2 separate regions of the Pan troglodytes genome follow, and region 2 is linked to region 1. Evidence: chromatin contacts called from public capture Hi-C data. All regions are on one chromosome and are shown on one strand. The core of a region is the stretch at or near the end of the contact, and the rest is flanking DNA. Distances in the headings are between cores, read along the strand shown.

Region 1 (6,179 bases), core at 775-3,274:
CGTATCACCAGGTGGTAGAAGTATAAGGGAGTTTAAAAATGTTACTCCTTAAACATTTTATATTTTTCAAGTTTTATACAATGAGCATTTTATACATCCTTTAAATGAAAAGAAAGAAAGAAAAAGGGAAAAGGTAAGACAGTGCCAAAGGATGGTTTTGGTGCTCGAGCCAAGGTTGTCAGCCCTGCCCTGTCTTTATGACTCAAAAAAGGGCTGGGGGCTAGGATTAAGACTTCCCTCCTGCAGGAGGCATTTGACAAGCATTTGGCATTAAAACAAAGCAGTCTTGGTGACAGAATAGCAACCTGTCAATAATCAGTCCAAAAGCTACGTCAGTTTAAAAGATCCAAGGACAGGCCTGGCACTCACCGCTGCTTGGCCTCCTTGATCCTCTTCTTGACATCAGCTTCTCTGCGCAGAGTGATGGCTCTGTTCTGGACCTGTCGCAACATCACCTGCACACATTGACATCAGGTGAGGGGAGGAGGCACTCTAGGCCACAGCAGGGAATATTGAAACATTACATCTAAGACATCTCAATTTATCTCAAAGATGTAAAACCACACCTGGAAATTTACTTCTTTCTACAGAAAACAGCCCTCACTGGGGACAAACTCAAAAGCTGTGTTTTACTTGACCAGGCTCATGGGACATGGGCTCCTAGTGCCAGAAACGCTGGAGAACAGCCGCCTGGGCCGGGACCTTACCCTGGAGTCCCGCGTGAGGTCTCCACCTAGGCGTACTTCTAATGTCCGAGCTTTGCTCTCTGCCTCCCGCGCCTTCTCTTCAGCTGAAACCCAGAAGAGAACATGGTAAGAAATGCAAAGGTTCTAAGAAATGCAAAGGTTCAAAACTCTTGGTCATCCCTCCTGGATCCACAGTACTGGACACGAAGTGTGTACACCACCAAGGAAAAGAAGAGTAGGGGGAGCTATGGCTGGTGAGCAATGTGAGGGCAGCCTCTGTGCCTGGACGGCAGTCAGTCACAGAAGGAAAATCTGGCATTCAAACCTATCACGGAGGCCCCAAGGAAACTTTACAAATGAACCAGAACAGGTTTTAAAAAAAAAAAAAAAAAAAACACCTAGGGCAACCAGTTGAACACTCAGCTTGAGCTGGAAGCTAAAGAAGTCTTCAGCCAATCACTCTCCAACAAGCAGCCGAGAAACCCTGAGAAACCCTGAACAGCGAGAGAGCCCCTGAGATGTTTGCCCTGAAGTTAGGAAAAGCAATTTCACAAGTATTTGCACCAGAGAACTCAGTGGGATTCTTCAATTGGGATAAGCCAAAGAGTTGACACTTTTAGGCCCTATAAATGGCTGAAGAAGAGAAAGTGGAGTGTAGAAAGAAGAAATGCTGAGGGAGTTGGCATGTAGTGAAAGGGGCTGCAAAGGAACTGAATTATGCTTCAGGAGACCAGCCTTGTCCCTGAGTTGTGGACTCAGCCTTTTCCTGGAACCCCACTTTGCCCACAAGCAGTATACCCCAGATGCACACCCCCCCAACTCCTGCACCCAGAGTGGCATTACCAATCCTTGCTACGTGCTCTGCTTTCTTCACCTCCTGCTCCGCACGGGTCTTGAAACGGCTTGACGTGTACTTGTACATCCTGATCAGTAGAAAAAGCAAGCTGATGGCCCAGGCAGCAGTGGGGCAGGTGGCACACCCAAGCACAGGAAGCACCCTGCCTTCCTGCCTCCTCCCAAGCTGTGCTGTCCTGGCCCCTCATGATGAGACAAATCTAAGCTCAATTCAGCAAAAAGATGTAATTCCTTATTCCACTTGCCCTTAGCCTCCTGCTGTCTTTGATAAGCAACCTCACCATTCACCAGGGTTGTCATTCATCCCACAGCAGAAACAAACCTCAGGAGTAAGCCAAGCCCACTGCTTTCCTATATAGTGTCTAAAGGCCCCTTGGCCCTAAAGCCAAGAGACTCAGACAGCTCACTGAGCCAGGCAGGGCACCCTCCCTGTCACAGAGGCACACACACTCAATGAGCTTAGCCAGCCACCTCCACAGCTGATCTGTCCCTCCCCTAGGACCCAGAACTGACCCTGTGACCAATCACAGGCAACTTAAAGTCCCAAACGTAGTCAGCACTGCCAGAGCCTCTTATATAGCATCCCTCTAACAATGCCCCAGAGAAACGCGGCCACATCCTCGACCCATGGGAGACAGCGGGCCAAGGGGCACTGGCCCCTACCTGGGCTTGTACAGGCAGCAGGAGAGCCTCTTGGTCTGCACCTTGTGCCCATGGATGAAGATCCTCATCCGGGGATCAATATAGAGCACAGCGGCATAGGCACGGAACGAGCGCCGCTCTGGCTTCCTGGAGAGGGCAAAAACAGAGAAGTGCTGTCACCTGCTTCACAACAGGCCTGACCAAGGGCACAACATCCTCTCTGCAGGCTCTCCACCTTTCCATGTTAGGTACTGACTTCTGCTGCTGCCCTGAACTGGTGCTCCCTTAGTGTGAGCACCACATCCCGCCCCTCTCACGTCCTCAGCACAGGTACCCCACAGGCAACTGAGCTGGCCCTACATACTACCCTACCACAGAACACTGGGCAATGAATGTGCTCTCCCCTCTTTCCCTGAAGCCATCTCCTGAGAGCACAAACGCCAGTTCCAGGGCCTCCCTCCCTTCCCAGCCACACTCACGTGCCCTCTGGGGACGTCTCTGCCATCTGGATATCTCTTGGATTTGAGATTATGTCTAGTTCTGGCTCTCCATTATCCATGAGTTTGAGATTGAAGATGATCACCAATGTTCCTGAGAAACAGAAATCTTTTGTCCTGCCAGATCCCCCGGCCCACCCCCACACTACTTGTGATTCTGGAGCTCCCAGATTCTAGGGGCTACAGGCTCAAAGCCTACTTACCACTGTCCCCAGGAATCTTCATAAACTGGGTCATCACTTCCTCCTCAGTGCGGAATGGAGAGTACTTATAGATGAGTTCTGTCTCAATGGCAAATTTCTCTACATTGTCTGTGACAGGTTCCCGGGTCCGAGCATTCCAGGTGGGCAGTGGGACTATCACCTGTGGAGTAAACATGAGCAGGCACTTTAAGGGAAGCCCCAGAACAGCCTTCCTCCCAAATGTGCATCTCTCTTGTCCCTCCCCACAGCAGCTCCACACTGCCCTGTAGGTGAGGCCCAAGCTCCACAGCCTGGCACCAGAGGCTCTGTGAGCTTCAGGGTTTCTGCCTCTTCCCAAGACTCAGCCACACAAGACTACTTCCTTCAGGAGATGTTGGTTTATGTGCTTAGGGTCTCTGCATGAGAAGTTCCCTGCTTGGGACGTCCCTGGTCATTTTCTTAATTTGGTAAAAATTCTACTCTTACCACTAGGGAAAATATATTTGCAATTATCTAGTGAATCAGTAAATACACATAACATAACCTAAAACTCAGCAATTCCACTCCTAGGTACATACCCTAGGAGAAACTTTTGTACATATGTACCAGTAAACATGTACAAAAATAACCCAGGCCTGGTGCAGTGGCTCATGTCTGTAATCCCAGCACTTTGGGAGGCTGAGGTGGATGGACTGCCCGAGCTCAGGAGTTCGAGACCAGTCTGGGCAACATGGTGAATCCCGGTCTCCACTAAAATACAAAAAATTAGCCGGGCGTGGCAGCGTGCGTCTGTAGCCCCAGCTACTCAGGAGGCTGAGACAGGAGAATTGCTTGAATCTGGGAGGCGGAGGTTGCAGTGAGCTGAGATCGCGCCACTGCACTCCAGCCTGGGCAACAGAGCAAGACTCCATCTCAAAAATAAATAAATAAATAAAAATAACCCAAATATCCATTCTAGAGTGGCCAAATTAAACTGTACAATGGAACACTATATAGTGATACAAATGAACTAACCACTACTAGCATCAACATGGATGAACAACATAAACACAGTGTTATATGAAATAGGATACAAAAAATACCTACAGTAAGAGTCCATTTCTAAAAAATTCACAAATAGGCAAAACTAAACTATTATTTAAAAATGCATACAAGGGTGACAAACTATAGTGAAAAAGAAGGAAATCATTATCACAAAAGTTACCTGAAGGCAGTTCCTTCGGGGGCACAAGAAGAAATATAACTGATGAGGGCACACAGGACACTTCTAACATCAGTCTGTGATGGTGGCAACACAGGTGTTGCCTTTAAAATTGTCCTCTGAACTGCATAAATATTTCAATACACTCTTCCATTTATGTGAAATTTAATTTAAGTAATGTGTAAGTGATGTTTTAAAAAATCCTACTCTTTCTTCAAAAACCCAACCTCATATGCCACTTCCCCAGAGGCTCCTCCCTCGGTGGTTATGAGGCCGCAGCCCTTGCAGAGCCCTGCAGATGGCTGCCTGAAGGATTTCCTCTGCAGAGCAGGCCAGGCTAAGCACCTCAGGGGTTCAAACCCTTAGGAAAAAGGGACTCTGTAATCTTAACAAGTGCTGGGGTGACAAACTGTTAAGAGTTCTGAGACATTTTGCTGGGTTTTTTTATTTTATTTTTTTTGAGACGGAGTCTTGCTCTTGTCGCCCAGGCTGGAGTGCAATGGCATGATCTCAGCTCAATGCAACCTCCACCAATGGCACGATCTCGGCTCACTGCAACCTCCGCCTCCTGGGTTCAAGTGATTCTCCTGCCTCAGCCTCTCAAGTAGCTGGGACTAGGCGTACACTGCCATGCCCAGCTAATTTTTCTATTTTTAGTAGAGACGGGGTTTCACCATATTGGTCAGGCTGGTCTTGACCACATGATCTGCCCGCCTCAGCCTCCCAAAGTGCTGGGATTATAGGCGTGAGCCACCAGGCCCGGCCCATTTTGCTGGTTTCTAAGAAGCTTTGTGCTGCAACTATTCAACCCAAGGGCTGGTCTGGACACATTCCTCCTCAACTGAAAATGATCTTATTTTGAAATCTTGGCTGAGTTTGCACTAGAGTACAATCCAAAATAGCGACCTTCTAGCACCAAGTAAGGAAAAAATCTCAACCTAGCCTCTCCACCACGGGAACTGAGTTCCATTTGTGTTCTATAAACCTGTACCTCACTACGCCTCTCATTCTTCACAGCCGTCCCAGGTGACAATGGCATCACTTTAAACATTGGCGTTCACTCCCATGGGCACCCCATCCCTCCCCTCAGGAACACTTCTCCTTTAGTTCAATGGTACACTTGCCCAGTTTTCTTCCTACCTTTCTGGCTACCCCTTTGTCCCTCTGGCCCCCTTCTCCTCTCCCCGACCTTTAGATATTGGCATGCTCTAGGTCCCAGATCCTCTTCTCACTCTATTCTCTCCATTAGGTGACCTCGTTTGCTACCAAGAATGCTGAAGCCCCCAGACTTCCCCCAAACGCCAGACCCAGACTTCACTTTGCATGTCCAGAAGAAACTTACACTCTTCTCCTCCATACTTCCCCTCTTCATTCTTCCCAATTCCAGAGACCCCACTCCCCAACTGCCACAGCAGAACCTATGAGTCATCCATGACTCCCCCGCTTCGCTTTCGCCTTCTACTAATCAATCAATCACCAAATCTGTGGGTCCCACATCCTAAAGAGATGGAAACTCCATGTATTTCTCTCACCTCCCTTGGGCGAGTACCGCCAAGCTACAGAGCCTGGGCCTCTCAACTGGAACACTCCAACACTCACCCTAACCTTTCCAACCCAATCACCACACAATCGCTACATGGACCTTCTTAAAAGAATCTGATACTGGCACATCCTTGCTTAATAAAGCCCCACACATTCATCAAGGCCCCGAGGTCAAGCCTAACCTGGCCCTCTCTGATCTCCAAAGGCCACCACCTTTCTCCAGGTGGCCCTGCAGCCAAGTCCCCTCCCACAGCCCTCAGGGCCTTAAGCAGGCTGCTTCTACTGACTTCTATACCCTCCTGTCACCATCCTCAGTCCTGTATCAGGAAACATTCCTGAAAACCCCAACCAAGGCTATATTTTCCTATCCTACTTCTCCTAGAAGCCTGCTCTTTCCAGCTGCCACGCTTCTCTCACTCAAGTATGCAGAATGAACTCACATACCACACCAAAAAGGCAAACAAACCCACTGGCTTGCTATGTAACGATGGAAGGCCTACCATTCCCTACCTGAACAAGTTTGCTATGATTAAGGCTCAGATCTAAACAGAACCAGAACAAATTTAATCACAGC
Region 2 (6,459 bases), core at 3,869-6,368, 210 kb after region 1:
CAGGAGATCCTAGGGTTATGGAGTACAAATCTATGGCTATAGGACCAGGCCGGTAAGATTTCCAGGTAGTTCAGCCCCTAGCATACCTGCCATCAATGAAACCCAGCCCTAAGTATGAGGGAATAAAGAATGAGACACAACTTGTGCCTAAAACTAAACATCTCAGTAGATGGGAAGAAACACATTATTCAATTCAATAGCTTATTAAACTAGAATAAAAGAGACAGAGAGAGATGGGGAGTCAGGGACACTACAGAAATCATTCTAGGTCACAGAACAACATTAGAAGCTGTGGTGGTTTGAGAAGATGTGCAGAAATTCTTTGATACTCCTCCTTTCAAATGGTGGAGCCTAATTCCCCTACCTTGAGTATGAGCTACACTTAGTGACTTGCTTCTAACAAATAAAATGTGATGGAAGTGAGGTAACTTCTGAGACTAAGTCATAAAAGGCATTGTGCCTGACTTCTTGCTTTTCTTCCTGGATGACTCACTCTGTGGAAGCCAGCTGACATGTCACAAAGACATTTAAGCAGGACCAGGTGTGGTAGCTCACCCCTGTAATCCCAACACTTTGGGAGGCTGAGGCAGGAGGATTGCTTGAGGCCAAGAGTTTGAAACCAGGCTGACCAACATGGCAAGACCCTGTCTAAAAAAAACAAACAAACAAACAAACAAAAACAATTAGCTGGGTATAGTGGCACACAACTGTGGTCTAGCTATTTGGGAGGCTGAGGTGGGAGGATCGCTTGTGCTCTGGAGGTGAAAGCTGCAGTGAACCATGATTGTACCACTGCACTCCAACTGCAACAGAGTTGCAGGATCTCACTGCCTCAAAAACAAGACAAAAGAAAAACAAAACAAAACAAAAAACAAAAAGGACATTCAAGCAGCCCTATGAAGATGCCCATGTGGTGAGGGAGGAACTGAGGCTTTCTGTTAACATTCTTGTGAGTGAGCCACTTGGAAGCAGACCCTTAAGCCCCAGTCAAGCCTTCAGATAAGTACAGCCCCATTTGACTTTTTTTTGGTAACGGAACTTTTAAGATACAATTCACATACCATACAATGCATCCATTTAAAGTATACAGTTCAATGTTTTTTAATATATCCATAGTTGTGCAACCATCACCACTATCTAATTCCAGAACATTTTCATCATCCCAAAAAGAAATCCTGTAAGTCATTCTGCCTTCCTCTCTCCCCCATCCCCTATAAACCACTAACCTACTTTATGTCTCCGTAGAGTTTCATATTCTTTTGTTTTGTTTTGTTTTGTTTTGAGACGAAGTCTCGCTCTGTTGCCCAGGCTGGAATGCAGTGGCGCAATCTTGGCTCACTGCAAGCTCCGCCTCCCGGGTTCACACCATTCTCCTGCCTCAGCCTTCTGTGTAGCTGGGACTACAGATGCCTGCCACCAGGCCTGGCTATAGAGTTGCATATTCTATACATTTCATATCTAGAGAATTGTACAATATGTGGTCTTTTGTGATTGGCACTTTTCATTTAGCATAATGTTTCCAAGGTTCATCTGTGTTGTAGCATCTATTTGTACTTCATTTCTTTTTATGACTGGATAAGATTCCATTGTATGGATATACCACATTTTGTTTATCCATTCATCAGCTGGTGGACGTTTGGGTTGCTTCCACTTTTTGGCTATTATGAATAATGCTACTATGAACATTCATGTACAAGTTTTTGGACATACTATTTTAATTTTTTTTTTTTTTTTTTTTGAGATGCAGTCTTGCTCTGTCACCCAGGCTGGAGTGCAGTGGCATGATCTTGGCTCACTGCAACCTCCACCTCCCGAGTTCAAGCAATTCTCCTGCTTCATCCTCCCAAGTAGCTGGGATTACAGGCGTGCGCCACCACGCCTGACTAATTTTTGTATTTTTAGTAGAGATGGGGTTTCATCACATTGGCCAGGCTGGTCTTGAATTCCTGACCTCATGATTCACCTGCCTCAGCCTCCCAAAGTGCTGGGATTACTGGCATGAGCTGCCACGCCTGGCCATGGACGTATGATTTTATTTCTCTTGGGTATATACCTAGGAGTGAAATTGCTGGGTCATATGCTAACTCTATATTTAACATTTTGAGGAACTGCCAGGCTGATTTTCAAAGTGACTGCACTATTTTTTTTTAATTTATTATTATTATACTTTACGTTTTAGGGTACATGTGCACAATGTGCAGGTTAGTTACATATGTATACATGTGCCATGCTGGTGCGCTGCACCCACAGTGACTGCACTATTTTACATTCTTAACTGCAGTGTATGAAAGTTCTGATTTCACCACATCCTTGCCAACATTAGTTATTGTCTGTCTTTATAGCTGTCCTATTGTGAAGTGGTATCTCATTGTGATTTTGATTTGCATTTCCCTGATGACTAATGATATTGAGCATCTTTTCATGTGCTTATTGGCCATTTATATACATGTTGAGTATCCCTTATCTGAAATGTTTGGGACCAGAAGTGTTCAGATTTGGGTTTTTTTCAGATTTTGGAATATTTGCATTATACTTAACCAGCTGGACATCTCTAATCAGAAAACCCAAAATCTTAAATGCTCCAACAAGCATTTCTTTTGAGGATCACGTTAGCACTCAAAAACTTTTGGATTTTGGAGCATTTTGGATTTTGTATTTTTGGACTAGGGATGCTCAACCTGTATTTTCTTTGGAGAAATGTGGCTGATGTCATTACTTTAACCTCATGCATTCTGAGCCAGAACTATTCAACTGAGCTACTCTTGAATTCCTAACCTTCAGAAACTGTGAGTTAATAAATGTTTGTTGGCCGGGCGCGGTGGCTCACGCCTGTAATCCTAGCACTTTGGGAGGCCGAGGCGGGTGGATCACGAGGTCAGGAGATCGAGACCATCTTGGCTAACACGGTGAAACCCCGTTTCTACTAAAAATACAAAAAATTAGCCGGGCGTGTTGGCGGGCGCCTGTAGTCCCAGCTACTTGGGAGGCTGATGCAGGAGAATGGCGTGAACCCAGGAGGCGGAGCTTGCAGTGAGCCGAGATCGCGCCACTGCACTCCAGCCTGGGAGACACAGCGAGACTCCGTCTCAAAAAAAAAAAAAAATAAATAAAATAAAATAAAATAAATGTTTGTTTGAGATGCTAATTTTTTTTTAACACAGCAATAGGTAACTAACATAGAAACATTCTATTAAAATCAGGAACACACCATGGGTACCTACTATTAATGCTACTAAAAGTCCCAGTCAATGCAATAAGACAAGAAAAAAATACAAATTGTCAAGTTTGGAAAGGAAGAAACAAAACTGTTATTGTTTGCAGATTAATCTTCCACCTAAAAACTCCAGGTGTATCTAACACCACTGGTGTAGGGAAGGCAGTATGGTAGGATGGAATAAGCCCAGATCAGACCCAAATTTGAGACCTAGATTTTTTCTCACTTTCTGTGTGATCTCAGCCAAGTCTTTTTGCCTCTTTGGGCCTCATTGGTAAAGCGGAGATAATAACATTTATGCCATGAGGACTAATGTGAGTGTAACTAAAGTGCCTCAGTGACTGACACACAGTAGCCTTTGACAAATGAGATCTTCATTTAAGGAGGGCACTTGAGGGCAGAAGCCAGGCAAGATGGCGGTGTGACTGACCTGATATTCAGTTCACCAGGCTGTAGAATGTGGGCTCCTTCTATGTCCCCAGATGACTCCAGCCTGCTAGTGGGGTTCTAAGAAGCCCAGGAGATCCTTCCCTATACCCTGGGTTCAACCCCTAGCTCCACTTCCCCTCCTGGGCAGCCTTGGGCAAGTCAGTTACTTTGGCTGAATCCCTGTTATACACTCTACTGATTGGGATGCTTATGCCTACTTTTCTTTCTTCCCTGGAGTGCAGTGAAGATCAGAGTTGGGGAAGGAGCTCACTGAGGGGAATGCCTCACAGTAAGCCAGAAACTATAGGGAAATCCAGTAGAAACAAGGGGCAGAATGGGCTGTGAGAGCTCTACCTACCTGGACAATGAAGCCCCAAAGGACCTTGGGGTATGGGATAGAATGATGCTGAGTGCAAGATTCACTCCCCTCCTGTTCCAACACCACTTGACATCCTACCATGTCCCAGTACTAGAGTTGTCAGATAAAAAAAAAAAAAAAGTCTAGTTAAATTTGAATTTCAGAAAACAATAAATAATTTTTATGTAAGTATATGCCCAAACATTGCAATTATTATTATTTATTTTTATTTTTATTTTTTAGATGGAGTTTGCTCTGTTACCCAGGCTGGAGTGCAGTGGCACAATCTCGGCTCACTGCAATCTCCACCTCCTGGGTTTAAGCGATTCTCTTGCCTCAGCCTTCTGAGTAGCTTGGATTACAGGCTCCCGCCACCACACCCAGCTAATTTTTGTATTTTTCATAGAGATAGGGTTTCACCGTGTTGAACAGGCTGGTCTTGAACTCCTGACCTCAAGTGATCTGCCTGCCTTGGCCTCCCAAAGTGCTGGGATTACAGGCATGAGCCACCGTGCCTGGCTGCAATTTTTTTTTAGTTATCTGAAATTCTAATTTAACTGCATATCCTGTGTTTTTGTTTACTATATCTGGTAACCCTGCCCAGCAGGAGTGAAGTGAAGACACCCAGGGACTCTTCACCTCATTTCACAATGGAGGCCCTAGGAGGAGATCAGATTTGCCCAAAGCTCTGCGACATATCCACTATTTTGTTCTACACAAGGCCCCTTGGCTGAGGTTTAAACCTGGGCTGTTTGTGTTGGCTCTAACTCAGACAACTTAGCTCACATCCCTTCCTTCCCTCTTAGGGTTGGCCTGGGCCTTGGGGCCATTGACAGTCTCTGGGAGTCTAACTCACAAGATAGAATGAAGAGGGTGGGTGGACAGGGAGCATTAAAGGAGGATCAAGAGGCTCAGCAGGAGATCTAACTACAGAATGTGGCTCCTGGTAGACTAATAATGCCACTTCTATTTCTACAGCCAAAGACTCAAGTTCTCAAGCAGTTTTTAATCTTTGAATTTGCCCTATGTCAATGGCAGAGGGGAAATGGAGCTAGGGCTAGTCTCTGAGCCTCCTGACACCCAGGGCTCTCCTTGCTGCTCTGGGGTCTGGAGAAAAGGGTTAGGAAAGAGGCCCTCTGATGCCCAGACCAGGGAAATGGAAAGAGGAAGGCTTGTGGAAAAGCAGGGTGGGTCCTGCCCGAAGCCCCTGGAGTTTGGTCCAGCCTCTGCTGTCATCTAGTGGACACCCCATGCCAGTGCCTCCTTGAGACTCCTGAACAAGGCTGTCTGCTCCTTTCCTGGTTGGTTGTGCCTGCTAGCCTAGTCCTTCTTGGCTCTGATTTGCTATATGACCCTGAACAAGCCCTTTTCTTCTCTGGTTCTCAATTTTATCTCTTGGAACAGTGGTTCTCCAAACGGCAGCAGGCCCAATCTTTCTAAAACACAAACATAGCCAGGTCTCTCCACTGTCTACATCTGTCTTCTGACCTCTCTGGCCCTCATGCTGAAGCCTGGTGGGCACTGCAGGATCTGAGCCCAGCTGACCTCACCTACTCCCCACATCTCTGTTCTAACCACACGGAACTACATTCATATTCTCAATTAACACACTCTCTAAGAGCCTTTGCACATGCTGTTCCCTTTGCCTAAAACACTTTTCCCCCTTCTTTACCTGGCTTGTTCTTACTCATCCTTCAGATGTTGGCTTAGCCATCCTGAAACCACCTTTGCAAAAATTGTAACTGAGGAAATCATGACACTGAAAGAAATCAGACCTCACCGACTCCATCTTGCTTCTAACCTTTAAGCTGACCTTGTTCATCCCTGGGCGTAGGCCAAACTAACTTTGGGAAGGAATTCAGTTAATCATTTGACTCTGAAACAAAATTGGTAATAGCCCTTTTCCAAAAAGACCCTTTTCTTGCCTGGTGGGGACCAGTCTGTTTTTGCAAGACTAACAGATTAGCTACAAGATTAGAAATTACAGTTTAGGGTCATGCAGCCTCCGGCTCCAAGAGTCTGAACCTCCCCAAATTGCTCCTGGGGATAACATCAGTTTTGTAAAATCTAAGATCATTGCTTGAGGTATTTTGCAGACCCTGCACTGGATGGATCAGCTGACACTACCCAGACAAGTAATGTGGCTCAACCAGCTCTGCCATCCCGCCCAGGAACAGAAGACAGCAAGAAAAACTCCCTTCGACCCCCTATAATTCCATCTCCAACCTGACCAATCAGCACTCCCCACTTCCTAACCCCCTACAAATTACCTTTAAAAACTCTGATCTCCAAATGCTCTGGAAGACTGATTTGAGTAACAATAAAACTCGGGTCTCCCCCACAGCCGGCTCTACATGAATTACTCTTTCCCCATTCCAATTCCCCTGTCTTGATAAATCGGCTCTGTCTAGGCAGCAGGCAAGGTGAATTTGGTGGGGGATTACAATCCCATTCAGGA

What was found. Capture Hi-C pulls out chosen DNA fragments and counts their contacts.
Region 2: a capture Hi-C map of stem cell-derived neural stem cells shows a contact between it and region 1, with 5 times the contacts expected there. The contact joins two enhancer-like sites. A contact is called at or near these places in 4 of 7 Hi-C or Micro-C datasets (blood, induced pluripotent stem cells and stem cell-derived neural progenitor cells), 1 of 1 datasets of contacts at active chromatin or transcription factors (stem cell-derived excitatory neurons) and 1 of 1 other capture datasets (stem cell-derived neural stem cells).

Annotation. Positions count from the first base shown.
Region 1 is chr23:33,059,842-33,066,020 of NHGRI_mPanTro3-v2.0_pri, forward strand. It overlaps MORC2 (MORC family CW-type zinc finger 2), which reads right to left. Exons shown (of 26, transcript XM_016938972.4): 7 at 2,884-3,043; 8 at 2,663-2,774; 9 at 2,205-2,330; 10 at 1,530-1,609; 11 at 708-790; 12 at 370-455. Among named protein-coding and RNA genes, the nearest start is that of TUG1, 27 kb to the right of the region's middle. Within about 2 kb of position 2,025, at least 1 of the 24 cell types and tissues checked has an H3K27ac peak or open chromatin away from gene starts, as enhancers often do. A contact at or near this core is called in stem cell-derived neural stem cells, where this site is marked.
Region 2 is chr23:33,262,988-33,269,446 of NHGRI_mPanTro3-v2.0_pri, forward strand. No RefSeq gene overlaps it. Among named protein-coding and RNA genes, the nearest start is that of PLA2G3, 6.7 kb to the left of the region's middle. Within about 2 kb of position 5,119, at least 2 of the 24 cell types and tissues checked have an H3K27ac peak or open chromatin away from gene starts, as enhancers often do. A contact at or near this core is called in stem cell-derived neural stem cells, where this site is marked.